2 separate regions of the Mus musculus genome follow, and region 2 is linked to region 1. Evidence: chromatin contacts called from public Hi-C data. All regions are on one chromosome and are shown on one strand. The core of a region is the stretch at or near the end of the contact, and the rest is flanking DNA. Distances in the headings are between cores, read along the strand shown.

Region 1 (7,028 bases), core at 3,777-6,276:
GCAAGGAAGTCATTTGGTCATGAACCAAAGTCTCCAAAAAGGAGAGTGCAGATGAGCCTATATCCTTAGAAGAAGATTGGCCAAGCCTTTGCCTCACTACCAGAATTCAGATGAATGAAGCTGCCAACTGCAGCTCTCCAAGGCTGGGTGAGCTCTTGAGGGTTCTCCCTATCCCAGAGAAAGTTCTCTTCCCTTCTTCTCTAAAACTGAAAACTCTGCCTTTGTCTTTGTCTCAGTGACGTGGCATTGGTTGTTACTATACTCTTCAACTCAGAGAGTTGGCCTTGTTAGCTTTATCTCCATTTATGGACTGTCACTGCTGCCAAGATTTTTCTCACTTTAAGAGCCTTTGAGTTTGGAATTTTCTATTTTTTCACAGGGAAATAGTCTATTTAAAAAGATATATATATAAAGATATGTATATATAACATGTACACATATATTACATATCACATATATAATATATGTAGAAATATAATATATCATAATATATAACATATTCTAATACATTATATACTGTTATATATTATGCAATATATTTAAAATAATATAACATATAATGTATTATAATATATATTATAATATATAGTAATATAATATATACTATAATAAGATATTATAATAATATAATATATAATATAGATATATAGTGTGTGTATTAGGGGGGCTTCAGTGGCCAGACAAAGGCATTGGATACACATATGAGTATTGGAAGCCAGTGTTTGGTCCTCTGGAAAAATGTGTAAGTGTTCTCAATGGCTGAGCCATCTCTCCAGACCAAAACAGAAATACCATCTCATAGTTTATGGTTTTTACCCAGGCAAGTCTTAGCTTAGTCACAACATTCTTAATAAAGCTTCCTAGAGTATAATCAGCCAAGATAGAATGACTCTGTGCTTCTACCCAGCTCAGGAGCTGGGGAATGAAGATCTGGCTACTATAAATTCAATTATTATTGTCAAATAATGTTCTTCCTGTTTATATTGTTCTTTGGAAATTTCTATCCTGAGTAGCTCAAAACTATAAGTCATAGCTGGGCCAAGTAGACTGTGGGCATTCTTGTAATCTATGGCCATATAAAATATAAGCCATGATTAGCCCAACAATTATTTATCTGCTTCCTGAATAAAAACAGAAAATGAAAGTATACACGGGAAGTCATGGCAAGAGACTAAGAAAGTACAGACTGGGAAAATGGCTCAGCCGTTAAAGACTAGGCTCACAATATGTGTGTGTATGTGTGTGTGTGTGTGTGTGTGTGTGTGTGTGTGTGTGTGTGTGTGTATGTATGTGTGTGAAAGTACGTGCATGAAAGGAAAAATAAAATTCCAAGAGACATGCTGTTGTTAAAACCTATCTGAATGTTATGAAATCGGGCCTATGATTGGGCCCTTGGGCAATCACCTTTATAGTCACCATTGCCAAGCCTTCAGATAGGAGAGCTAAAGCCACAACCAAAGAAAAAGAGCAGGCTTCTCAGAATTTCAGTCCTGTCAGCCTGGCTCTGACTACTTAAGGCCGCAGTTCCTTAGCCCTTAGCACTGCTGCACCAAAGTCGCACAGGAAACTCTTTTGGCGATGGGAGCTGCCCTATCCACTGTAGACCTTTTATCAGCATCCCCATCCTCAGCCCACTGGCTACTAATAGGACCACTTCTGACCACCCTAACCACAACAGAACAATCAAGACTGACTCCACGTGCTGCCAAGTGTCCGTAGGGGACAAAGGATTCCAAGTTCAGAACTCTAAAAATGATTCCTGTAAATCTATTATAGTCTGTGCCAAAGTGAAAGAGAAACTGGAGGCTTCTAGCTATATAGTTTCAATTTCATTTAAGCTTGTGTCTTTTCAACAAGTGGTGTTGGGAAAGCTGGATGTCCAAGTGAAGAAAATGAAGATGACTTTTACAGTCTGTGCATAGCTTTGGACTGTATTTTGTCATGATGTTTGATTTTTAAAGTTTCTGTTTGTATTGTTGCCTTGAGTGTTATAAAATGTTGCTAAATACACTTTGGGTTGAAATTAGAATCACAGCTTCTAGATATCAGGAACTGCCCTAAAACTTTTGGGAATTTTAGCCTACAAATTTCTGTAAAGCAGAATTCAGACTTTGATGACTGTAAAATCCAAACAATGAACAACTCTGAAACATGTTGAAGATTTTATGCATATACTGTCATAGCAAATGATCCCCCAAATGTAATTTTTATACAACTAAAAGCATGTTCATTTTAGTATAAAGGTTTGGTAAAATTATACAGATACAATTGAATTGTGTTAATTTTTCATGGTTTATTATTTTTTAAAAATTAATTTAAAATGCAGGGACAAAGAATGGAACAAGGACTGAAAGAAAGGCCATCCAGAACACTGCCCAACCTAGGGATCCCTCTTATCTGCAGACACCAAACCCAGACACTATTGCTGATGCCAAGAAACACTTGCTGACAGGAGCCTGGTATGGCTGCCCCCTGAGAGGCTCTGCCAGAGCCTGACCATAGGAGCTGAAGGGGTTTGCAACCCCATAGGAAAACAACAATATCAACCATCCAGATCCCCCAGAGCTCCCAGGGACTAAACCACCAATCAAAGAGTACACATGGAGGGACGAATGGCTCTAGCTGCTTATGTAGCAAAGGATGACCTTATCTGGCATCAATGGGAGGGGAGACCCTAGGTCCTGTGAATTCTCAATGTGCCAATGTAGGGGAATGCTAGGGCAATGAGGCAGGAGTAGGTGGGTGGCTGGGGAATCTCCCTCATAGAAGCCGGAGGAGGGGGATGGGATAAGGGAGGTTACAGAGGGGAAATGGGGATGGGGATAACATTTGAAATATAAATAAATAAAATAATCAATTAAAAATAAGTAAAATGTAAACCTTTAAAAGAATCAATTCAAAACAGGCCAAAAATCTAGCCAAAACTATAAAATCTTTAAAAGAAAACTTGGGGGGCGAAAGCTTCATGACTTTTGTACTTGACAGTGATTTATGGATAATGACTTCAAAAGTAAATACAAATAAATTAGAATACATCCTTGATAGTTAGTCATAATTATCAATGGACTGAGAAACACCTAGACTAGTCGAGAATACACCTGGTATGTCTGTGAAGGTGCTTCCACAGACAGCTAGATTGGAGGTATCTGACTTAACCAGTGAATGGGTGCCTTAAAAAGTATACTGTGATGGAATTATTGACAGAGAAGATAGGTTAGAGGTGGGTCACTGGGAGTGTATTCTTGACAGCTCTATCCTGCCTGAGCCCTTTCCTCCATTCCTGTTTCTATGCTTCCTGAATACCATCATGGGACCTGTTCTTCTATGTAAGGTACTTCCAGCTATGATGAACAATATTTCTGAAAGTTTGAGATGTAATAAAATCCATCCCCTAAGATTTTTATCAGATATTTGGTCACAGTGATACACCAATAAATAAAACAATTCCAAAGTTTAAAACTGCTATGTGTCAAGCAAACATAATCAACAGAGCAAAAATATAACTATTGACTAGAAAAATATTTGCCACTTATGTGTATGAATATACTATATACAATACACAAAGATCTCTCACATATGAATACAAAGAATGCAGATCAGGAAGCTTGTGGAAATGTATATAACGTCATTAATGTTTATGGGAATGCAAATCAAAACCACAACAATATTTCTTCACATATTTATTAAAATGATTTCAGAGAAAAGAGAGAAAATAGCACATATTGGCAAGGATGTGGAGAAATCAGATCCCTGGTGCAATTGTCAATTGTCCATTGTCCATTGGTGCAGCTGTTATGAACAACAGTATGTCAGCTTCTCGCAAAATTAAAAGCTGAATTGTGTTATGATCCAGCAATTCTACTTCCAGGTGCATGCCCAAAGAATTGAAAGTAAGGTCCCAGATAGTTGAACATTCATCTTTATAACAGTATCAGTCACAAAAAAAAAAAAACCTCAAAAAGATGACAGTAATCCCAATATCTATAGGCAATCATAATCATCACTACCACCACCACCACCACCACTACCACCAAAATGCTCTTGTTACCGGAAGCCAGAGAAGAGCAGAAAGTGTAAGTTAATTTAAATGCTACCAATTTTTTTTCTGAAAGATGAAAAGACTGGATTCAAGGTTCTCTGAACAAGATGAATATATGCAACAATACTGAAAAGATTATACACTTAGAGACAGTTAAGGGAGTGAACTCATATTATTTATATTTTACTTCTGTCATGCCTTTCAATACCTGTATCATTAAGGGACAATAAGTTAAATAAAGACAGTTCTTTTAAGCTTGAGAGTGAAAATTCCACGCCATCATCTTGAGAGTATCTAGACCTTTTCCTTGGGTCCTGGGATATTCTAGACCTGGGAAAGGGGAGCATCCTCTCCACTGTCGCCTGTTCCAGTTCATAAACCTTACTTCTGCCTATTTCAAATAGTTATTGCACTCATCCCTGATTAAACTCTAAAATATGCAAAATACCCGAGGAGAGGCAGCTACAAACGAAGCATGATACCTAAGGGAGGGAGAGCCATGTTCTAGAATGTGTCGTGCCAAAGAACTAAAAAGTTCAAAATTGTTCTAGGGTTAAACAGTTCCAAAGCTAAGCCGAGATATTTGGTTTAAATTCTGAGTTCCCTCTTTGCTAGCTGTGGCCTTTTCACCTTCTTGTCTCAATTTCTCCATCCTTAAATGGGGCTGCTGATGTTATCGAAAGTCACTGAATTGAGATTATGAAGCTGGTGGCACACAACCAGCCATAAATAAGGAGCTCATTGATACTTGCTAACCACATCCGTGGGCTGTCATCTAATAACACAGCAAAGGACTTCCTAGGAATGAGGGACTTTGGGTTGCACTGCTCCGTAGGGTACTACCAAACTCAGCAAAGAGGATCCTACTTGTTTGGCTACTTTGTGAAAGTGTTCAAATCCCTGAAAAATACTCCTCCATGTGTGATGACTGAGAACAGATTGTGAAATGACGAGAAACTATGACGACTGCTCAGTTCCCTTGGCCTGGGCTCAATGCAGTTGCTTCTCCTGCAGCTTTAAACTGCACAGAGGCAAGTGGGAAGTGTGCCTGTTGTCATGGTGTGCGTGCTATGATTGTTGTTGGAGATAAATGCAGCATTTCAAGCAAATTTTATTTCAAAATTTAGAGAAAGAAAGAGATAGGAAGGAAGGAAAGAAGGAAAGAAGGAAGGAAGGAAGGAAGGAAGGAAGGAAGGAAGGAAGGAAGGAAGGAAGGAAGGAAGGAAGGAAGGGAGGGAGGGAGGGAGGGAGGGAAACACAGAATCAAACCCACATCCGAAGTTGAAGAATATCTGCTCTGTCAAACTGGAGCCATGCATAGAATCACAACGATGCTCTGAGCCTGAGCTGCATTACAAATGGGAAATGTTTTTATGAGGACCAGATGGAAACAGTAAATGTCCAGAGAATTCGAGAACATGTTAAAAATGAAAATCCCCATCCACACACAATAACCATGCCTGATGTGTGCCACTGCAAAACAGGGAAATATTTAGCACATAAACTCGCCAGGAGACTGTTTATCATTGAAAACTAAGCAGGCTTTAAGAGTTCCCAACTGGTGACAATTTGGCTACAAATCTCTGGCACTGAAGCTTTGATAACAGTAGTTTGACCTGAGCAAAAATTGATAAGACATAATACTTGATATTTATCACTGTTTTGATATAAGAAACTAAACAATGGTAAACTCTAAGTCTCAAACTTGACCAAAACACTAGAGGTTTTAATTAGTATAAGCTGGAAAACATATAAATTAATTATGTTCATATTAGGAATGTTTTTAAATTGGGTTGTTTTTTATTTGCTAATTTCTTTTGTACATCTGTTCACACTTCAGAAATACCCTAATTGTTTGACAAACAGTATGTGTGTGGGTTCCCTCACAGCCTATAATTTCTGTTGTTATATTATTAGATCCCTCTCTGACTGCCAATATCCAAATGGCAAAATCAGGAACAAAATAAGTCTATTCCAGATGCAATGAAAAGGCAGATATCTCAGTACTGAGGCATTTAAGAACCCCAGTTCAGCATCTACTTGCCAGTTGTCACGAGACATGGCAAATAAATAGCTATTGTCCTCAAAGAGGTTAGCTTAATAAAACAATGCCTGATATTTATTACCACACAATGACCTTCAAATGACATTTCTCTATGGTAAATATATATATATATATATATATATATATATATATATATATATATATATATATATATATATCCATGCTGCTGCTATTGTGTCAATAACCTGGCTGGAGCAGGCAAAAAGATATTCATGATTTTGATTTATGCTCTCCAATGGACAATTCTCTGACCATTTACTCAGTGGAGATTGTCTGCATTGCCATGCTGATGACTTCATAAGAGCCTCTGTTCCAGTGTGAATCAAAGAGACATAGTTCTAGTTAAAGTATAAATATTCCCTCACTACTGCCCTGCAGTGTAAAAGACTTACCCAGCTTTCTATTCATAGAAATAAACTTGAGGACTTTGTGGTTCTCCCAGTACATGACAGTACTGAATGAATGGGAGGGACAGGACTGATCTATAAGAAACAGTGAGGATGGTTACAACATGATGCCAAAGATTTATATAAGGAGCATGCATAAAAAATATATCTGATAATGAACGAGAATCTAGGAAGTTGTCAAGATATTCTTTTTTTAAAAAAAAAGTAATAGGTCTTAGAGGTTGACTTGTGAAGTCGCAGATGTGTAAAGGAAACAAAATAATATCTGCTTTCATGTTTGTTCTGCATGTCAGTTATCTGATCTAGCTCTCACTTGCACATATTAACTTTTATTTGCATAGTGAATGGAGTGGAGAAAGACACTTAGCATTTGTCTGTAATCTCATGACTAATGTGAACTGGAGTCTCCTTCCTATAAGATCACTATCTGTGCCTTGCTGTCACATATATGTCTGTTTGTGTCATATATAGAATACATATACTACTTTTACACATAGAATTACCACTTTGGGGATGG
Region 2 (7,294 bases), core at 40-2,539, 210 kb before region 1:
TCTGACTTTGTGAGTAGCCATATGCTTGTAAGGAAGAGGTTGTCCATGTCCAACACGAGGACTGGTTAAAGACACCTTCCTTCCAGGACAAGAGACCTATCCTAGCAGGCTTGCTCACCCATCTCCAGAGCATTGTATGCAGCCTCTCTACTTGGTTGGGCCTGCTTCTCCTGGTCCCATTGGCATCCCTACACAGCCAAGGGAATTTTGTCTAATATCTAAAGCTTTAACAGCTGTTTTCTGCTTAGTGGGAGATCTCTGCTGCTTGGGCAGTAGTGACATTCCTGGAACTGGCAGCCTTTCCCACTGCTGCCTCTAGTACAAGGCTCTATTCTAATATCATCTTGGATCACCTTTTCCAGGGATCCTCTCTGGCACCGCAGTGCCACACTGATGGCCGCCTCTCCTCTGTGCTCCCTCACAGTTCTTTATGTAGAACAATTGTTTTTGCTGTTCCCAAGAGCTCAATTCCAGAAACACCCATCCCATTCCAAACCCCAAAGATGTGGGTGCTTAGGTCCCTTTTATGAAATGGCTTAGTATTGACATGTAATCTCCACAGCTCCTCCTGTGTAACTCCAATCATTTTAGGGCTTATGTATTATATAAAATGCAACGCAAATTTAGGTACACAGTTACTATACTCCATTCTTTAAGGCACAGTAAGAAAATATAGTCTGTACATATTTGTTACAGATACATATTTCCCCAACTGTTTTCTAGCCACGATTGACTACATCCTAAAACCCATGGATATGCTGGACTAACTATAGCATGAGAATACCTGCAGGTCTCTGTTTAATTCTCCATTTATTTGAATGCTTCCCAATGCATTGTCATAGTCAAGGGAGGCAATATTACCTGTTTTTGTGTCCCAGATATTTGGGTCAGAATCTTGCAAATAACAGATCCTTTGGGAAAAAAGTGTTTCCTGAACCAATTAAAGACTACTGGCATCCACTGAAACATGTTTCTCCTGGCCTCTTTCTCCTTCTCACTCCCTACCCTTGCTTCTGTCATCTTTAGCATTGACTTCTGTTGTTGCCTTCAAATGGATCCATAAAGAATGTGACTTTCCTTGATGAGTCTGATGTGGTAATGATGTAAGAATAAAATCTGAAAGAAACACAATTGTGTTTTCCCTAAAACAAGCTTATGGAGTACCACACTACCAGCTTCAGTAGGCTTTGTGGTAAAGCAGGGTCATCATCTGCCTCACACCTCCTCTGACAGTGTCGCCTCTCATCCCTTGGAATCTTTGCTAAGCCAACTTTGGGCTGGTGACAAGAAGGAGCCAGCAGATGGCAGAAGGCACCACTGTTTCTCATGGTTTCCTGGCCTCCAATTTAAGCCCTTGAAGGAAGATGAGAAGTCAAACTTCCTGAGCCTGGAAGGAAAAAAATCAGAGATAAAGAAGAGAAGTGCAAGGTGTGCATGAAGCCTTTGATTAAACCAGGAGCAGCTCTGCCTTCAGGAATTCAAGCTGAACTGGGAGGCCACTGAATGGCCTTGCCATTGTCCCTAGGGGGATGCTGTCCTGACTCCCAATTACCTGCACAAGCCTGCTGTCTGTAATGAAGAGCCATAAAGCAGAGTCCTAGGGATAGGTCAGTTCTGATTCAGTGGAAACGGTCTCTAGCTGAGTTCCTTTGACGGACTCTAACAAATCTTCCCACTGGAAAGACAAACTCTATGAAAAAAGATTTAAGCGCTCGGGTCAGCAGAGCTGCACACTGCCCTGGGGACTGAGCTCCGCTTTTCCTTCTGCTGTCTTTTTTAAAGCAACTCACCGAGCATCATCTGCATCATTTAATCCTCACAGTTTGCTAGGCTTATTCCTTGTGACCTATTTGAAAGAGGGAAAGAACGAAGGCTCTAAAGTATACAACTTCATTTGAAGTGACCTCTTTTTTTTTTATTATTATACTGTTATATAATCTGTGCCCTAGGCCCTTTCCTCCACAAGGCATTTTTGTCTCAGAGTTTGTCATGTTGGACTGTCTTCCTGGGCTTAGTGATCTTTCTTCCTTCAGACCACAGCCTCCTAGAAGCAAGACTTATGCCTTAATTCATTTCTGTATTTCTAGAACCTGGAGCTGACTCTCATATCAGAACACACATACATAGTTGTTGGATGAATGCAAGAATCCCACAGTTGACATCTCTTATCTGACAGGCCGATCCACTTGGGTCAAAATGTTTGTCAGTCAAAGACTGCAGTGGAGTACTTGAGTCGAGCTGATCTAATCCTCTGACATTAACCTTCCTTCCCCATCCTCCCCACAACACCTGAGAATGCCACCCTAGGAGCATCAGTGTCTAGAGTTTGTACACATATTATATATATGTGGGAATGTTGTTCACACAACCAAAAAAAAAAAACCAGTCTCATCAATGTTCTATTAGAAAAGTTTTTCCCCCCATTTATACTTAGATTAACATCTTCAAACACTTGCTTAACATTTGAAAAGTAAAAATAACCATTTGACTATTTCCTTGATATTTACACTGGCCAGTACTTCTCTCTGGTCCTGTAGAAGAGAAGCTAGACAGGGATCCTCGCCTCTACTCACAGTAACAGAGATCCACATTTATAGAACCAACCGGTGGCTTTCCTAACGAAAAGCTTAACTGTACAAAAGCACAGACATCATGATGATGAGTCCATGCCCTAGGCAGAGCAGAACTTCTCTGGGCATAGTAACAACAGACTCGTGCCATGTTGCCTTGAGAATCCACTTCTAGAGTCTATGACTCTCCTTCCAGACACCATGAGGAGAAGTCTAGTGGTCAGCTCATCTGCATTCTAGAAGCAGCTTCCTACTGATGTGTTTTTCTTCCCCAGGAGGTTGGAAAGTTGCATTAATTGGCAATAATTCCACATAGACTTTACCAGGGATAGTGCTGGAATGCTGAAGAGCTCTGGCTCGGGGGGATCTGGCTTCTAGTGCCCACTCTGGAGGGAATACACCGAAACAGGGGCTCCCTGTACTCTGACCCCACACTTCAATATGAAATGGATCTGTGAGGGAAAAGATCTCTGGGGTGCCTCTAAGATGAGACGTCTCGTGGATGTTTTCTTAACAGAAAAAGATTTTTAAGTGTGAATCTGCAGTAATGGTGCCGAAGGGCACTCAGCAAACATTTAGTAGCACCCTCTCTAAAACAAGGCATGGTTCTTACTCTGTGGTTAAAGCAACATAGAAAAGGGTCCCTTAAGGAAGAATTAGCAATAGAAAATTATAATCAAAAAATGATATGTGTAGATAACATTAATGCCATGAAAAAAACCCTCAATAGTGTGCTGAGCACGTTCACCCTATATGGTTAAGAGCCCTCTCCTGATTCCCCACAGAGGCGCCATCTGCTTTCTTCAGATGGTATCTGAGCTAAGATAGAGCAGGGGTCGTGACAGGGTATCATTGGATCCTGCCATCTCTCCATTTCCACACTTGCTTTTAACTGGAGAACTGGGTCAGACAATAGTCGAGTCTATATTCTGCAATGATTGCTAAGTTGCTGAGTCAGCTTTTTCCACGCTTTTCCTCTTCTGCGAGTGTTACCGCCCCTCACAGCTGCACCTGTACCGATATCCAGGTGTTTGTTTGTGTCTATCAAAGCATTTGTCCTGTGTGACTCTTCTCTGCTCATTGGTCCCCAGGGGGACCCTGCTCCTCAAGAACATAGAACACCTTGTATACACATGCACACACACCCCCACAGACACACAAAGAGACAGAGAGACAGAGAAACATGATCAATCTAACACAAAAGTAAAATCATGATGTAGTCCCAAGAGTAAATTCTAACCTTCTTTCTGTGGCCCCCGACACATCTACTCACAGCACCCTTCCTCTGTTCTGAAGAATTCAGCCTCAGGCTGCTTTGATTGAGGAGCAGGCCAAACCCTAGTTCAGGAAAAGTGTTAAGTAACGATTCCTTGATGAATGCATAAACTCTGGCTTCTAACCCTGATTAACCTCTTGTTCATTGTGTGACTGTTTTTCTTATTCTCTAGCTTTGGAGTAAGTTACCTACTAGACAGTTTCTTTTTCAAACTACTATTTAAACAGCTCCCCTTTCCCCCACAACATCTCTCGTAGCTCTGTGCCATTTAATTAATTAATTTTTTTCAAAATTGCTTTCCATTCTTATCAACTCTAAGGCAATCTGTTGCACTTGCCAATGGCTTAACTAGCAGTGCCTGGCACTTGACTGGAACACAGCACTAATTCTTAGCAGCTGCCTGTTCTGTGGATTAATGAATAACTGAAGACCAGTGATGCTCCTGGCGACTCCCAAACGCCAAGCTTACTAGCTTCTTGGACTTTCATTCATCTGGGGGAGGAGCTGTCTTAGCCATTTCCTAACTAAGTGAGCTGCCACACAATTTCTAAAGCAATTCAAATCTAAAACAAAAGTTGACCTTTCCTTCAGTCTCTGCTCCATTTTTTATCCCTGTGTTTCCTTTAGACAGGAACAATTCTGGGTTAAAGATTTTAAGAAAGGTAAATGGCCCTATCTCTCAACTGGGGGCCATGTCTATCTACTGGAGGTGGTCTCTTCAGAGACTGTCCCACCTTGGCATCCATCCCATCTGCAGATTCCAAACCCCAACACTGTTGCTGATGCCAGGAAGTGCTTGTAGACAGGAGCCTGGTGTAGCTGTCCTCTGAGAGGCTCTGCTAGCACCTAAGACTGATGCGATACTCACAGCCAACCATTAGACTGAGGCCAGGGACCCCAATGGAAGAATTAGGGGAAGGGCAGAAACAGCTGAAGGGGATTGCAACTCCATAGGAAGAACAACAATATCAACTAGGCAGACCCTTCAGAGCTCCCAGGGACTAAACCACCAACCAAGGAGTATACATGAGTCATCCATGGCCCCACTATGTATACAGCAGAGAACTGCCTTCTCTGGCATCAATGGGAAGGGAGGCGCTTGGTCCTGTGGAGGCTTGTTGCTGAAGCAAAGGGGGATGAAAGGGGGGGGGTGAAGCAGGAGTGGGTGGGTGGGTGGGGAAGCACCCTCTTAGAGCTAAAAAGGAGGGGGGATGGGGTGGGGGAGTTGCAGAGGGGAGACCAGGAAGGGGAACACATTTGAAATGTAGATAAATAAAATAATTAATAAAAAATGTTAAAGGTTGATATAAATCTTGTCACAGATTTGAAACACATTTTTGTGCTTATTACTGTGAGTTGATTTTGAAAATGAGATTATTTTCCCATTAGGCATCAGAAGCCATTGGCCTTTCAAAGGCACTGGAAAAATGAGGGGTCGGTCTGAAAGCTGTGTTCCCAATTCTGCTTGAAAATGCAATTGCTTAACATTTAAGGGATTTTATATTTTAAATTACTGAGTGTATTCTCTCTGGGATAAGCAGGCCACATATCTCCTTTTTAGTTGAGGTAGAAGGGCTAGAAGGTGTGGTAGTAACTCAAATAATAATCATGAAATTGGAAATCAATGCCTCAGCCACCACTCTGCAGAGCCGCGAATAGCGTTTACGTCAGTTAACATCTGGGCCCCAAATGTTATCAGTCTTGAGCTCTGCACCTGCAGACAGCCTGACATTTGGATTTGAAATATGTGCTTTGGGAGGAAGAAGCAGGGAGAAGAGCGGGAGGAAAAAGACATGAGATCAAGTGGAAAAATAAGATTCCAACGTTGCTTCTTCTCTCTGAGGCAGACTGGACAGAAAAACTGTACTTCTTCTTCCCAAAGATGCTGGGCACATTGAGCATACATGGAGTGTACCCCACCAGGTGCCGAGGACTCAATATGTCACCTGATCTCTTTGTGAGGAAGGAGGGAACCTTCTCAAAATGTATTTATTTAAAAAGTTTAGAAGGTGTAGACTGTTTTTTTTTTTTTTTTTTGGTTTGTTTGTTTGTTTGTTTGTTTTTCTGCTTACAGTATATGCACCACTTGCATGCCTGGTGCCTACAGAGGCCAGAAGAGAGCATTGGATCCCCTGGAACTAGAGTTATAGTGGCTGTGAGCTGCCTGATGTGTTAGGAATAGAACCCAGGTCCTGGGCCAGAGCAGCAAATGCTTTTAACTGCTGAGCCATTGATCCAGCCTTCAGGAAACTGTTTCTAAGGGATGTAGAAACGTAAGTTCAGAAGGTTTGTGTGTAACTTGCTGACAAGCATTCAGTAATTAGACGGTAGGGCCTGGATTTAAACCTGTGTTGATTTAATACATTAACTACTAACTGGTCATTTTTAAACATCTCTTTTGTTTTCTTGCTTCTACAGGTATTTTTCATGGCTTTATATGAGATCAGCCTCTGTGTTCTGAACTCTGTTCTCTCCACCTCTGGACATATTCTCTCTTTCCTGTATCATCATTTCCATTTTGTATACCAGCAAACGGAACTGGAAGATCTATCTACCCCTACCCCCACCAATGGATATCCCAAAGATGGTGGAAATTGAAGACCTTAATTACCCACTAACCAAAATTCCAAGGAGTGGTAGAGGAAAATACTTCTTGCCAAAAGTAACACTGGATGAAATCTAGTTTTACACAAAAGATCATTGGGTAAAATGCACAAATTTTAAGATGTGTTGTGAGGTTCGTGTGTGTGTGTGTGTGTGTGTGTGTGTGTGTGTGTGTATGTATGTGTATGCCTCAACAAAGGCATAGAGTCAAAGAAGGGAGAGGTGGAAACACTTTATGAAAGATCCTTATAGTATCTATGAAATGGTGTCACATTGCTTTTACTTAGACTCTCATAAGCTAACTATTTTACTGTAAATCTTGCACTCACTATTATTTTTTTAATGAGAAGTCATAGCTAATAAAGTAAAGAAAGAGGAAAATGGCAGCATATAATAGACAAGCTTTCAAAACAGAGCAGAAGAAAAAGGAATAAAAGGAATTAAACTAAAATTGGCTCACGTATATATTTCTTTCATAGAGTCCTTTGGGGCGACCTGCAATCTAGCTGAGTAATGGACAGACTAGAGCCACAGGGTTGAGTTTCACAAGGTCCAGCAGCCAAGCCTCAGCCAATCACAGCTGCCATCCAGAGACTAGACCATGCTCAAACAAGGCAAAAGCCAAGTGTGTCCAATCAGACCATTCTGATCTCACTTTGTTCTTTGTCCACAAGAAGTCTGAGACACAGCCAGACTGACTGTGCGCTGAAGCCCCTCTGACTTTGCAGAAGGCTGTCTAATATGCAAACTGTTCTTGACTAATTAAAATCTGTTAAGAGGACAGATAAATAAGATGAAAAGAGAACAAATTATATGTTCAGACCTGACCAGGGTGATAATATCT

The links. A called contact is a pair of places that touch in the nucleus more often than the background predicts.
Region 2: a contact with region 1 is called in a Hi-C map of forebrain, with 3 times the contacts expected there. The contact joins two enhancer-like sites. A contact is called at or near these places in 2 of 484 Hi-C or Micro-C datasets (forebrain and nephron progenitors) and 2 of 115 datasets of contacts at active chromatin or transcription factors (neural progenitor cells and stem cell-derived neural progenitor cells).

The regions. Positions count from the first base shown.
Region 1 is chr4:102,273,914-102,280,941 of GRCm38.p6, reverse strand. All of the region lies in intron 1 of Pde4b (phosphodiesterase 4B, cAMP specific), which reads right to left. Among named protein-coding and RNA genes, the nearest start is that of Pde4b, 22 kb to the right of the region's middle. Within about 2 kb of position 5,026, at least 23 of the 459 cell types and tissues checked have an H3K27ac peak or open chromatin away from gene starts, as enhancers often do. A contact at or near this core is called in forebrain, where this site is marked.
Region 2 is chr4:102,475,291-102,482,584 of GRCm38.p6, reverse strand. The region is part of intron 1 of Pde4b (phosphodiesterase 4B, cAMP specific); the gene reads right to left. Among named protein-coding and RNA genes, the nearest start is that of Gm52668, 37 kb to the left of the region's middle. Within about 2 kb of position 1,289, at least 14 of the 459 cell types and tissues checked have an H3K27ac peak or open chromatin away from gene starts, as enhancers often do. A contact at or near this core is called in forebrain, where this site is marked.